3 separate regions of the Mus musculus genome follow, and regions 2 and 3 are each linked to region 1. The links are chromatin contacts, called in public promoter capture Hi-C maps. All regions are on one chromosome and are shown on one strand. The core of a region is the stretch at or near the end of the contact, and the rest is flanking DNA. Distances in the headings are between cores, read along the strand shown. Region 1 holds the start of Esam (endothelial cell-specific adhesion molecule). Region 2 overlaps Siae (sialic acid acetylesterase). Region 3 has its middle 21 kb from the start of Spa17.

The links. Promoter capture Hi-C pulls out the DNA fragments that hold promoters and counts their contacts.
Region 2: a promoter capture Hi-C map of the HPC-7 cell line shows a contact between it and region 1. The contact joins the enhancer-like site here to the promoter of Esam in region 1. A contact is called at or near these places in 8 of 39 promoter capture datasets (the C10 cell line, the HPC-7 cell line, cranial neural crest and 5 more), 7 of 484 Hi-C or Micro-C datasets (embryonic stem cells, epiblasts, liver and 1 more), 10 of 115 datasets of contacts at active chromatin or transcription factors (embryonic hindbrain, embryonic stem cells, fetal liver and 4 more) and 4 of 9 other capture datasets (adipose tissue, embryonic stem cells, liver and 1 more).
Region 3: a contact with region 1 is called in a promoter capture Hi-C map of the HPC-7 cell line. The contact joins the enhancer-like site here to the promoter of Esam in region 1. A contact is called at or near these places in 9 of 39 promoter capture datasets (the C10 cell line, the HPC-7 cell line, the SN4741 cell line and 6 more), 1 of 15 datasets of contacts at CTCF or cohesin (the G1E-ER4 cell line), 1 of 484 Hi-C or Micro-C datasets (B cells), 3 of 115 datasets of contacts at active chromatin or transcription factors (embryonic stem cells and fetal liver) and 3 of 9 other capture datasets (adipose tissue, liver and pancreatic islet).

Annotation. Positions count from the first base shown.
Region 1 is chr9:37,526,355-37,529,622 of GRCm38.p6, reverse strand. It overlaps Esam (endothelial cell-specific adhesion molecule), which reads right to left and starts at 1,534. Exons shown (of 7, transcript NM_027102.3): 1 at 1,333-1,534. The coding sequence starts at 1,402.
Region 2 is chr9:37,628,423-37,631,690 of GRCm38.p6, reverse strand. It overlaps Siae (sialic acid acetylesterase), which reads right to left. Exons shown (of 10, transcript NM_011734.4): 5 at 87-342. Among named protein-coding and RNA genes, the nearest start is that of Siae, 16 kb to the right of the region's middle. Within about 2 kb of position 1,535, at least 1 of the 459 cell types and tissues checked has an H3K27ac peak or open chromatin away from gene starts, as enhancers often do. A contact at or near this core is called in the HPC-7 cell line, where this site is marked.
Region 3 is chr9:37,591,342-37,594,609 of GRCm38.p6, reverse strand. No RefSeq gene overlaps it. Among named protein-coding and RNA genes, the nearest start is that of Spa17, 21 kb to the left of the region's middle. Within about 2 kb of position 1,764, at least 10 of the 459 cell types and tissues checked have an H3K27ac peak or open chromatin away from gene starts, as enhancers often do. A contact at or near this core is called in the G1E-ER4 cell line, the HPC-7 cell line and pre-B cells, where this site is marked.

The DNA.
Region 1 (3,268 bases), core at 285-2,784:
TAGCATTTTAGGCTCTGGATCTTTGATATGACAAAATCAAACTCAAAAGCTGAAAGAGAAAAAGGAGGGGCCACGGGTGACCTACAGAGGATGCCTGTGATGTTCAGGCAGCCAATATAGGTTTTTCCTCCCTTGCTTGGAGGCTGACATTGCCCTCTCCAACACAGTAAGGGCCAAGCTGAGGAAGAATGCAGAAAAGAAACAGAAGCTGAGGTTGAAGGTGCAAAAGCAGAGCTGAGAAGCTGAAGGCACAGGAAACACTCCAAGCTTTGGAGGGAAGGGCACAGAAGCTCTGAGACTCATATTTGGGAACCTAAGATCTCATGCCCTCAACACCACTAGGACACAGACCAGGCCGAAAGAAACCATGGGTGGGAGCAGGGAGATCCCCATCAATGTCACTGAATCTACTCTACATTCTTCCAGGTCTTACTTGCTCTGACATCCTCTAGCCCAAGGAAGAAGTTAAAGCGAGGATTCTAAACCCAGAGAGCAAAACAGCCTGGGGAATAGCTTATAAGGGACTTAGTTCCTACTGAGTCATTTCTCTCCAGATATAGTACTGGGTGGGCCACCTCCAGCTCCTGCTTAAGATAGTTGTCCTGGAGAGCTCACCCAAACACTTGTTTCAGGAGGTCCCCTTCCTCTTGGACCCTTTGGCACCCTCTCCCTATTTTCCTTGTTCCTTTGGATCTGAGAAAAGATAAGGACGATGGTAGACCTGATGGTAGGCTGTGTGCTGGAGTCTGAGCAACTGACCTCTTCCCGAATTTCCTGTGTCCAAATGACCTCATGGTCAGGCTTTGGGGGCATCTCCTTTGATTTCCAGGGCAGGAAGCAGGAAGGAAAGAAAAGAGCTTGGTGGGGAAATGCTGGGACGTGAAGTACTGCTTGAAGTACTTGCGTCAAGACTGAGGACCAGGCATTCCCTCAGGGATCTTTCACATCAGCTTGAATGAGGGGTGCGGGGAGGGGGGACTGGAACTAAGTCCTTAAGCCTTTAGTCACTGTCTCATCCAGTGCCTCAGCTTATCCAGCTGTGATGAGTGGGGGTAGAGAGTAGACAGGAATAACTGCCTTAACTCATCCCAGAGGTCTTGGCTGGAGATGCCTTTATCCCCCTCCCCAACACCACACACCACACCAAAGCTGGAAGCCGTTCTAGCCATAGAAGGCAGAAAGTGTAGCACCAACCAGTGATGTCCAGAAGTGGAGAGTAATGAGGAAAGACAAGAATGTCAAACAAAAATCCCTTCAAACCCACTCTCTAAAGTCCTCCCCTAGGATCAGATTTACCTGATCAAAGCCCTCCAGACCCGGTGTTTGACTCACCAAGGGTACTCAGTCCCAGGAACAAAACCCGCAGCAAGCTGGTCTCGGGGGTTCCAGCCTGAAGAATCATGGCCCTCCTTGGCCCGGAGTACTCAGGGAGAGTTGGACACACGGTGTCTACAGGTGTTGTGGGTGAGCGGCGGCAACCCGAATGTGCACAGGAACCAGGCTACTGACCAGGGTGGCTCCAACCCAAGTCAGCGGGTGTGCGGATGGGGAGGTGGGGTGGAGACCGACTGGACAGTGGGCGGGGCATTCAAAGGGGTGGAGAGGTCACCGTCCTGCCGGGCGCGGCGCGCTAGTGACTCGCAGCGGGGGAAGAGAGCTCTCCCCAGGCTCAAACAGCCGGATCCGCCGGCCTCTACCTCATACCTCCAGGGCAGGTGTCAGGAATAGAGGGTGAAAAAGGAGGAATGGGGGCGGGGGGACTAACCTAAATTTAAGAAGTGACCCCGACCCGACAATAAAAGCCCTGTATCTGGGGTCAGAACGGCCGCTCCAAGCCTGGCGTGCGGCATCCCGAATCAAAGCAGAGCAGCCTTCTCGGAGGAAGAGGGGAGCCCCCACGTTGTGTAGTGTGGGTTCAGCTGGGTTAGGAGCAGCCGCTGAAATGGGGATTCGAACTTTATTAGCCCACACCTCTCTCCGCCCGGTTCAGGCCCGAGGCTTCTGGGGAAGACATCCAACATAGCCCTGACGCCACAGGCCTTCCTGCTCCTAAGGCTAGAGAGGGGCTGGTTCTCCAGAGTTCCAGAAACCGAGGCCCGAGGCGGAGTGTATGGGGGTCTGGGGGGAGTCTCGGACCTTTGCCTCATGAAAACACGGAAGACCTGGTACAAGGGAGGTGAGCAGGAAACTGAGGCAACAGTCACAGGCTTAATGCTGACCAGGGAGGAGGGAGCAGCTGCAGGAGGACGGGATATAAATAATGTCTTTCCCTTCTGTACAGCCGCTGGTGTCTTCGCAACCGCCCATCCTTGTAGTGAACGGCTTAGGCCAGTTCTGATCCTTTAATTCCCAGGACTAGATCTTTCCGCTGTGAATTTAATTTCAACCCCACACCCCACCCATGTCATTGGGGGCGGGGATGGGGGTGGCGGCACCTCTGCGCCCCCTGATGGCCCGGGCTGCTTCAGCAGGGGGAACGCACCGGTTCCAGCCTAACAGCCAATAAATAAAAATATGCTTCAAGTATTTGGGCAGGGCTTTGCTGCGCAGGACAGAAGGCATAGCCACGAATGTCTGACGTGGCCTGTTCCGAGGGAGCAGAACTGTCAGGCAGTAGAGGCAGCCTGGCCTCCTCATCTCTACACACCCCATCAGCTCCAGTGTTGTGCAATGGCTTTTCCTACCTAAAGAGCCCCAGCCTGGCTCCTCTTCAAATACCAGTCATGCAGTGGCTCTACGAAATGCCTATACAAACACTAGACTGCCCCTGACATCTATGGAATCTACCTCTTTGGCAGCTCAGCTTTCAAACTTTGTACTGTCAAAAGGTGATGTTAGGGATGGGCTGTCTTGGTTTTCCTTGCCTATCAGATTTTTCTAGATTTGAGAATACTAAAAACATTTTTTAAAAAGTGTGTATGGGCCTGCATGTGTCTGCACCACGTGTGCAGTGCCTGTAGAGGCCAGAAGAGGGTGTCGGATCCCCTGGATTCTGAGCTGCCCTATGAGAAGATGCAATCAAGCCCCAATGCTGCGGAAGATCCTTACCCTTAACCCCAAAGCCATGTCTCCAGTCCCATAAGTACCTCTTTCAAACACCCTTCATCTGTTGCCTGGACCACGTTGTCACTCCAAATGAATAACTCCTCCCAGGAAAAGGAAGTACAAAGCTTTGGCTCTTGCCTAGTGACACTGAAGCGTCTGATGACACAGGTGTGTCCATCCCTGCCCAAGAGCTGCTTCCCAAAATCTCTGTTACATAATCAGC
Region 2 (3,268 bases), core at 286-2,785, 100 kb before region 1:
GATGACTGTAGATGCTCACGACAACACTTGCCCTGCGCATGAATCCATTTACTCAGAACAAATGTGGGCATTCAGCACACACTTACCTAAAAGGACATGAGGACTCCTCACTGTTACATTCATTCCTCATGGGCTTTATCTCGGGCTGACCAACTCTTTCATCCCTTGTATTAGGGACTCCACAGGCTTTCAGTGTCCTTCTAGATGACCAGACTTCAATGTACGTCCCACCCCAACTGGAGGAGACCAACCCAATGGGATATTGCAGAGTGTCATACAGGTAACGCCCAAAGAGCCAGCACACCGCAGACATGTAAGTGAAATTTCCATGGCCCAAGTTTCCTGTGCAGAGAAACAGTTATAGGGAAAGTCAAGAGAAAAGAAGAGGGGTGCCAACTGGGGCTGTGGCATGAGTGGAGCCAGCAGTGGGCTCCTTTCTAAGACCTTCAGATGCAGGGTAAGATGAGGGCTAAGATACAAGATACAGCCCAGAATAAAGCGTGACTTCCAAAGCTCCCCAAAGGAGAAACAGCTTTTCCACAGGGGAAAATTACAGTGTTCGTGACAGTTTCCCATGATTGCTCTTCAGTTTGCTTGTTTGTTTGTTTGTTTTTTTTTTCATTTGCTCAAACTGCTTTTTGCCATAATGAGGAAGCAAGAGCTCTCAGTCTGGCATGGAGGCAAATGGAAACAACTGTGTCGTAGTCTGAACATAAATAATTTGCTTATATAATCAGGGATCCAAAACTCTCAGCAGGTTTTGCAGAACCCCAGGCCCTCAGGTGCATCGGAATTCAGGAACTCTAAGTCCTCCTCAGTAGATAAGTGGTACAAAGCCTGTAAGGTCCCTGCCGCCCTTAACTCACTTAAGGGAGGCAGCCAGTAGGTAGAAGATGTGGGGGTTTTTTTTCTGGGTGGTGTTATGATAAATTCCATAGCTGAAGTAATGAAAATATGGACACATAAGTGCTGAGGAATGCAGCAAAAAGGGAAACACAGCAACCATAACCAGTTTTGCTTTCACCAGTCTAATTTATTTCAACTGTTCATATTACCCAGGAACCAACACAAGCTGGTGTATGTGAGCTCCATACTAGAGGAAGTTGACAAGGGGAGGGGAAGGTAGAAATACACACAGAGATGGGATCAATTCAAATTAGTACTTAGTAAAAGTCTACTATACAGGAGGCACTCTGTTTAGTCCTGAAAAGGATCCAAACCCAAGAAGCGCAATAGGAGAAAATCAAATCAATTTCCGACAAATTAGAATTAACTGAGCACCTACTATGTATCCAGAACTACACAGTGGTTGAGATATAGCAATGAAAGAGACACAAAGAGTCTCTCCTCATAAATTCTAAAGCTTACTGAATAGGTCAACTGATGAGCTAAATAAAATAAATGGCAAAGTACAGTATCTTAAGGGATACGAACAAGTTTTAGCTGGAGTTAACAACAAAGAAAAACTAGTCAATGAAGTTCAGCCAAAGCCTGGTTTAGACTGACATCCTCCCTCTCTGTGCAGCCCTATTACATCACTTCCTGTAATATGAAGTTCAGTGTTTCCCTCTGTGGTGGTCTGAATAAGACGGGGCCCCATAGGCTCATATATTTGAATGCTTAGTTATCAGTTAGTTGAACTGTTTGGCAAAGATTAGGAGATGTGGCCTTGTTGTAGAAGGTATGCCACTAAGAGTGGGCTTTGAGGTTTCAAAGTCCCTGCCAAGCCCATTCTCATTCATTCCCATCCTCCGTTCCTTGCTCCCTCCCTCCCTCCCTCCTTCTCACCCTCTCTCCTTCCCCCTCCTTCTCCCTCCCGGCCCCCACCTATAAATCAGGATGTGGCTATCAGCTACATCTCCAGTACCATGCCTACCTGTGGCCACATCTCCTGCCATGATGATAATGGACTAACTCTCTGAAGCTGTAAACAAGCCCCCAATTAAATGTCATCTTCTATAGGTTGCCTTGGTCATGGTATCTCACAGCAATAGAACAGTATTTCTATTAGTTCTGGAGGGACTTCATCGCATTCATAACTGTGTCTCTAATATCATAGGAAACATGTGTATGTTATTGTTAGGTGGCTGTGAGTAGCTAAAGGTAGACCTACTAACTAGTAGGTAGAGGAGAAAGGTAACTTAAAAGGATAAAAAGTGGTTAGGAAACCAGAGGATAGACAAGGACTTGTTTATTTGTACATAAAGTATGTGTCTGCATGCACGCGTGCATGTATTTGTCAAGATGTGCAAGTATGTATGTGCACATATGTGGAAACCAGAGGACAAAGTCAGGTGTCTTCCTCTATCATCCTCTACCTCATTCATTCATTCATTCATTCATTCACTTTAAAATTGCCTCTCACTATTTATTCAGCTAGGCTGGCTGGCCAGTAACCCCCAGAGATCACTTTGTCTCTGCCTCCCCTGTGATGGAATTACAGATATATGCTGTCACATCTGCCTTTTAAATGAGTGCTGGGGTTCTGAATTCAGGTTCTGGTGCTTACATGGCAAGCCTTTACCTACAGAGTGAACTATGTTTTCCCAGGTAGTAGTGATGGTGATATCTGCCTCTAATCCCCTTTAATCCCCTTTATTCCTAGCACTTTGTAGGTAAAGACGGGCGAATAATCTCTTAAATTTGAGGCCAGCCTAATCTGTAGGAAGGAAGGAAGGAAGGAAGGAAGGAAGGAAGGAAGGGAGGGAGGGAGGGAGGGAGGGAGGGAGGGAGGGAGGGGAGGGGAGGGGAGGGGAGGGGAGGGGAGGGGAGGGGAGGGGAGGGGAGGAGAGGGGAGGTAGGAAAAACAGACCAAAACAAAAAGAGTGAACCCTGTGGGGGGCAGGAGAAGAATGAAACAAAAGATATTCCACATACTGTGAGGCCAGTGATGACGCTTGCTGAGAAGGGGGCTGGTTGTATTTGCCTTTGTCTTGTTTTGTGGAAATAAAGAACAAGGCTGAACCTTCACAGCAGGCACTGTGTGTCTGTCTACTTGCTGCGGTGTCCTTGGACTAGTGCACAGCCTGCTGTAGAGGAGGCAGAGCCATGAAATACGGATTCTGTGTTTCTCTCAGAGAGAGAAATGGAGAGTAAAGCCCGAGGGAAGACAGGAGGCCCTGAGAGGAGCTGGAGCAGATCTTGGTTCACTCGGAGAGGACAGTGAGACGTCCTCAGACACAGGCAGGGGAGTGGGGGAACACAGAGGGTTACCATGATGGAAGAAGACCCAGACCCACCTCATGTTGAACAGCATCCATACTGTTCT
Region 3 (3,268 bases), core at 515-3,014, 65 kb before region 1:
CTGCCGGAGCCATGGGTCCTTCCTTGTACTCTTTGGTTGGTGGTCCAGTTCCCAGGAGCTCAGGGGAGTCTTGCTGGTTGATACTGTTGCTCATCCCCATGGGGCTGCAACCCCCTCAGCTTCTTTAGTCTCCTCTCCAACTCCTCCATTGGGAACCCCGAGCTCAGTCCAATGGTTGGCTTCAAGTATCTGCCTCTGTATTTGTCAGGCTCTACCAGAGCTTCTCACACAGTCGCCAAACCCGGACGCTATTGAGGATGCCGGGAAGTGCCTGCTGATGGGAGCCTGATATGGCTTTGGTTTCTCAAGGCAGGGTTTCCCTGTGTATCCCTTGGCTGCCCTGAAACTAATTCTGGAGAGCAGGCTGGCAGCAAACTTGGAGATCTGACTACCTCCACCTCCTGAGTGCTGGGATTAAAGACAAACAACAAATGTTTTAAAAAGAAACTCACTCTCAAAAAGAGGGAGATGTGGCCACAGCTCCCTTGTAGTGTACTTGATAAACTGTGTTTCCAAGGAAGATGGAAAGGTGGAAAAGGGAAGGTGTTATACAATGTTTCATGTACTGTCTGGAAATTTTTTTTAATTTTTCCATAAATGGATGTCATGAACCAGAATGCACTTATTCTGCTCTTGGGAATGAGAGTTGACGCACTTCTAATAACACTTATGACGAGCATCCTATGGGTGAGTTAAGAACGCCAACTGCAACCAGATGCAGCTGGAGGAGGAATTTCACTGGGAACAGGCTTTGAGGTTTCAAAAGCCTGTGGTGTTCCCAGTTAGCTCTCTCTACCTCACACTTGTGGATCAAGATGTAAGCTCTCAGCTACTGCTCCAAAACCATGCCTGCCTACCTGCTGGCATGCTTTCCACCATAATGGTTACAGATTCTAGCCCTCTGGAACTGTGAGCCCCAAAGTGAGTTCCGTTGGCCATGGCATTTTGTCATAGCAACAGAAAAGTGACCAAAACAAACTCACTTTTTTTTCTTTCACTTTTGAAAAACTGTGTGTGTGGGGTGTGTGTGTGTGTGTGTGTGTGTGTGTGTGTGTGTGTACCTGTGTGCCTCATACTGCTGAGTGGAGATCAAAGGACAACCTGCAGGAATTTGTTTTCTCCTCCCACAATAAAGGGTTCCAGAGATTGAACTCAAATCTTAGACTTGGTACTTACTGGTACCTGGTACATCTCTCCTCTCTCCTGCCCACAAGATAATATTTAGAAGCAAAATGATTAGTTGGGACTCCACCTAGATTTGACTTGTCATCAATATTACCCAGATCATGAGATCCCATTTTCCTATGTGAATACAATTGTTACTGCGATTTCTCCCTCTCCCTCTCCCTCTCCCTCTCTCCCCCCTCCCCCTCTCCTTCCCTCCTCTCTCTCTCTCTCTCTCTCTCTCTCTCTCTTCCCCCCTACCCCCCTTCTCTCTCTCCCTCCCTCCCCTTCCTCCCTTCCCCCCCCCTTTCTTGGATGTGGGGCAGAGAGAGGGAGGGGGTGGGATGAGAATTGACTTTGCTTATTGGAAGGTAAAAATGCATGAAATCCCGAGTATTCAAAAGCTTGGGGTCCATCAGTTAGCAAGCCATCCTCTGTGCTCCAAGGCCACTGTAACAGGCTCTGTGAGGCAGGGACTGACTGCTCTTTGCACACCACGAGTCTCCTTTGCCAGCTGCACCTCTTTTAGACTGTGGCAAAAGAGATCCTCAGAAGAGACTTCAAGTCCAGAGGAGGAAAGTACACCTCCTGTCTGCTTCCTGTCTGCTCCCTATGCCTGGCAGAGCCACCGACAGTTCTTCCTGTCCCCAGAGCAGCAGCTCAGTCCAGAAGCATGTACAGCCCAATTTCAGCGCGTAGTCACCCACCAGTATCCTAAGATGTCCGAGTTTCAGCTGCAGGAGGCAAGTTTTGATAGTTCTAACTTTTCTTTGTCCTTTTAGACGAAGAACTGGTGGATAGCTGCCTCCAGCAGTGTCTGTCTCTGTAACAGCTATTGTCTCTACAGCATTCTCAGTCATATGGTAACAACTCTGTTTTCCCAACTAATAATTAACATTAAATTCCATAATGTAAAGTGGTTTCTGAATCCCAATAAGACTGTGATTAGTTTAAGTGAAAATCAAATCAGACTTTGTTTTACTTAGAAACTTGTTGATTAACATAAAAATTTAACAGAAAATTAAGCATGTGCATCTAATTCTTTGTCCTTCAGAAATGCCGTTATTTTAAAAGCTAAGCCTAGTTAGAGCAGCAGAGAGTGAACAATGCTAAGACTGTGAAAGTGGGAAACCACATTTATCTAGCAGAACAGAGACATCTGAATCCTAAACCATTAGTGAGAGAGTCAGAGAAACATTTTGTACCAAAATTCACAAAAGATAAAGGACCAGTAGGTGTCAGGTATCAGACCTAGAAGTGAAAGGTGGGGGGTGAGATAGGGACACGCATTTTTTTTTTAAAAGTCAGTCAACACTGTTAGAAAGTCAGTTATGTCCCTCAGTTCTTTCCTGTGTTCATGCCTTGCCCTAACAGATAGCTAAGCTTTATAGTCCCAAGAGTAGTATGATCTCTGAACTGGGAGATACAGAATTTACAAGGATGGAAATGCCAAACCCAGGGTCTCATTGTTGTGAAGAGACACCATGACCAGCGCAGCTCTTTTTTTTTTTTTTTAAAGATTTATTTATTTATTATATGTAAGTACACTGCAGCTATCTTCAGACACTCCAGAAGAGGGCATCAGATCTTGTTACAGATGGTTGTGAGCCACCATGTGGTTGCTGGGATTTGAACTCTGGACCTTCGGAAGAGCAGTCGGGTGCTCTTACCCACTGAGCCATCTCACCAGCCCCAGCGCAGCTCTTATAAAGGAAAGTATTTAGTTGGGGGCTGGCTGGCAGTTCAGAGGCTTAGTCCACTGCCATCATAGTCAGAAGCATTGTAGCATGCAGGCAGATATGGTACTAGAGAGGTAGCTGCGAGTCCTACATCTGGATTGGCAGGCATCAGGAAGAGAGAGTGACACTGGATCTGGCTTGGCCTACACCCCGTGACATAGTTCCTCCAACAAGGCCACACCTACTTCCAACAAGGGCTCATGTCCTAATCTTCTCAAATAATGCCACTCCCTATGAGCTTATGGGGGCCATCTTCATTCTATCCTCCAAACCCAGAATGTTACATTTTGAGTACAAAGGCTTCCCAACATCTTTCTTCCCCAGAGGAAAAAGCAGTGTCACTGGGGCTGGAGAGATGGCACAGG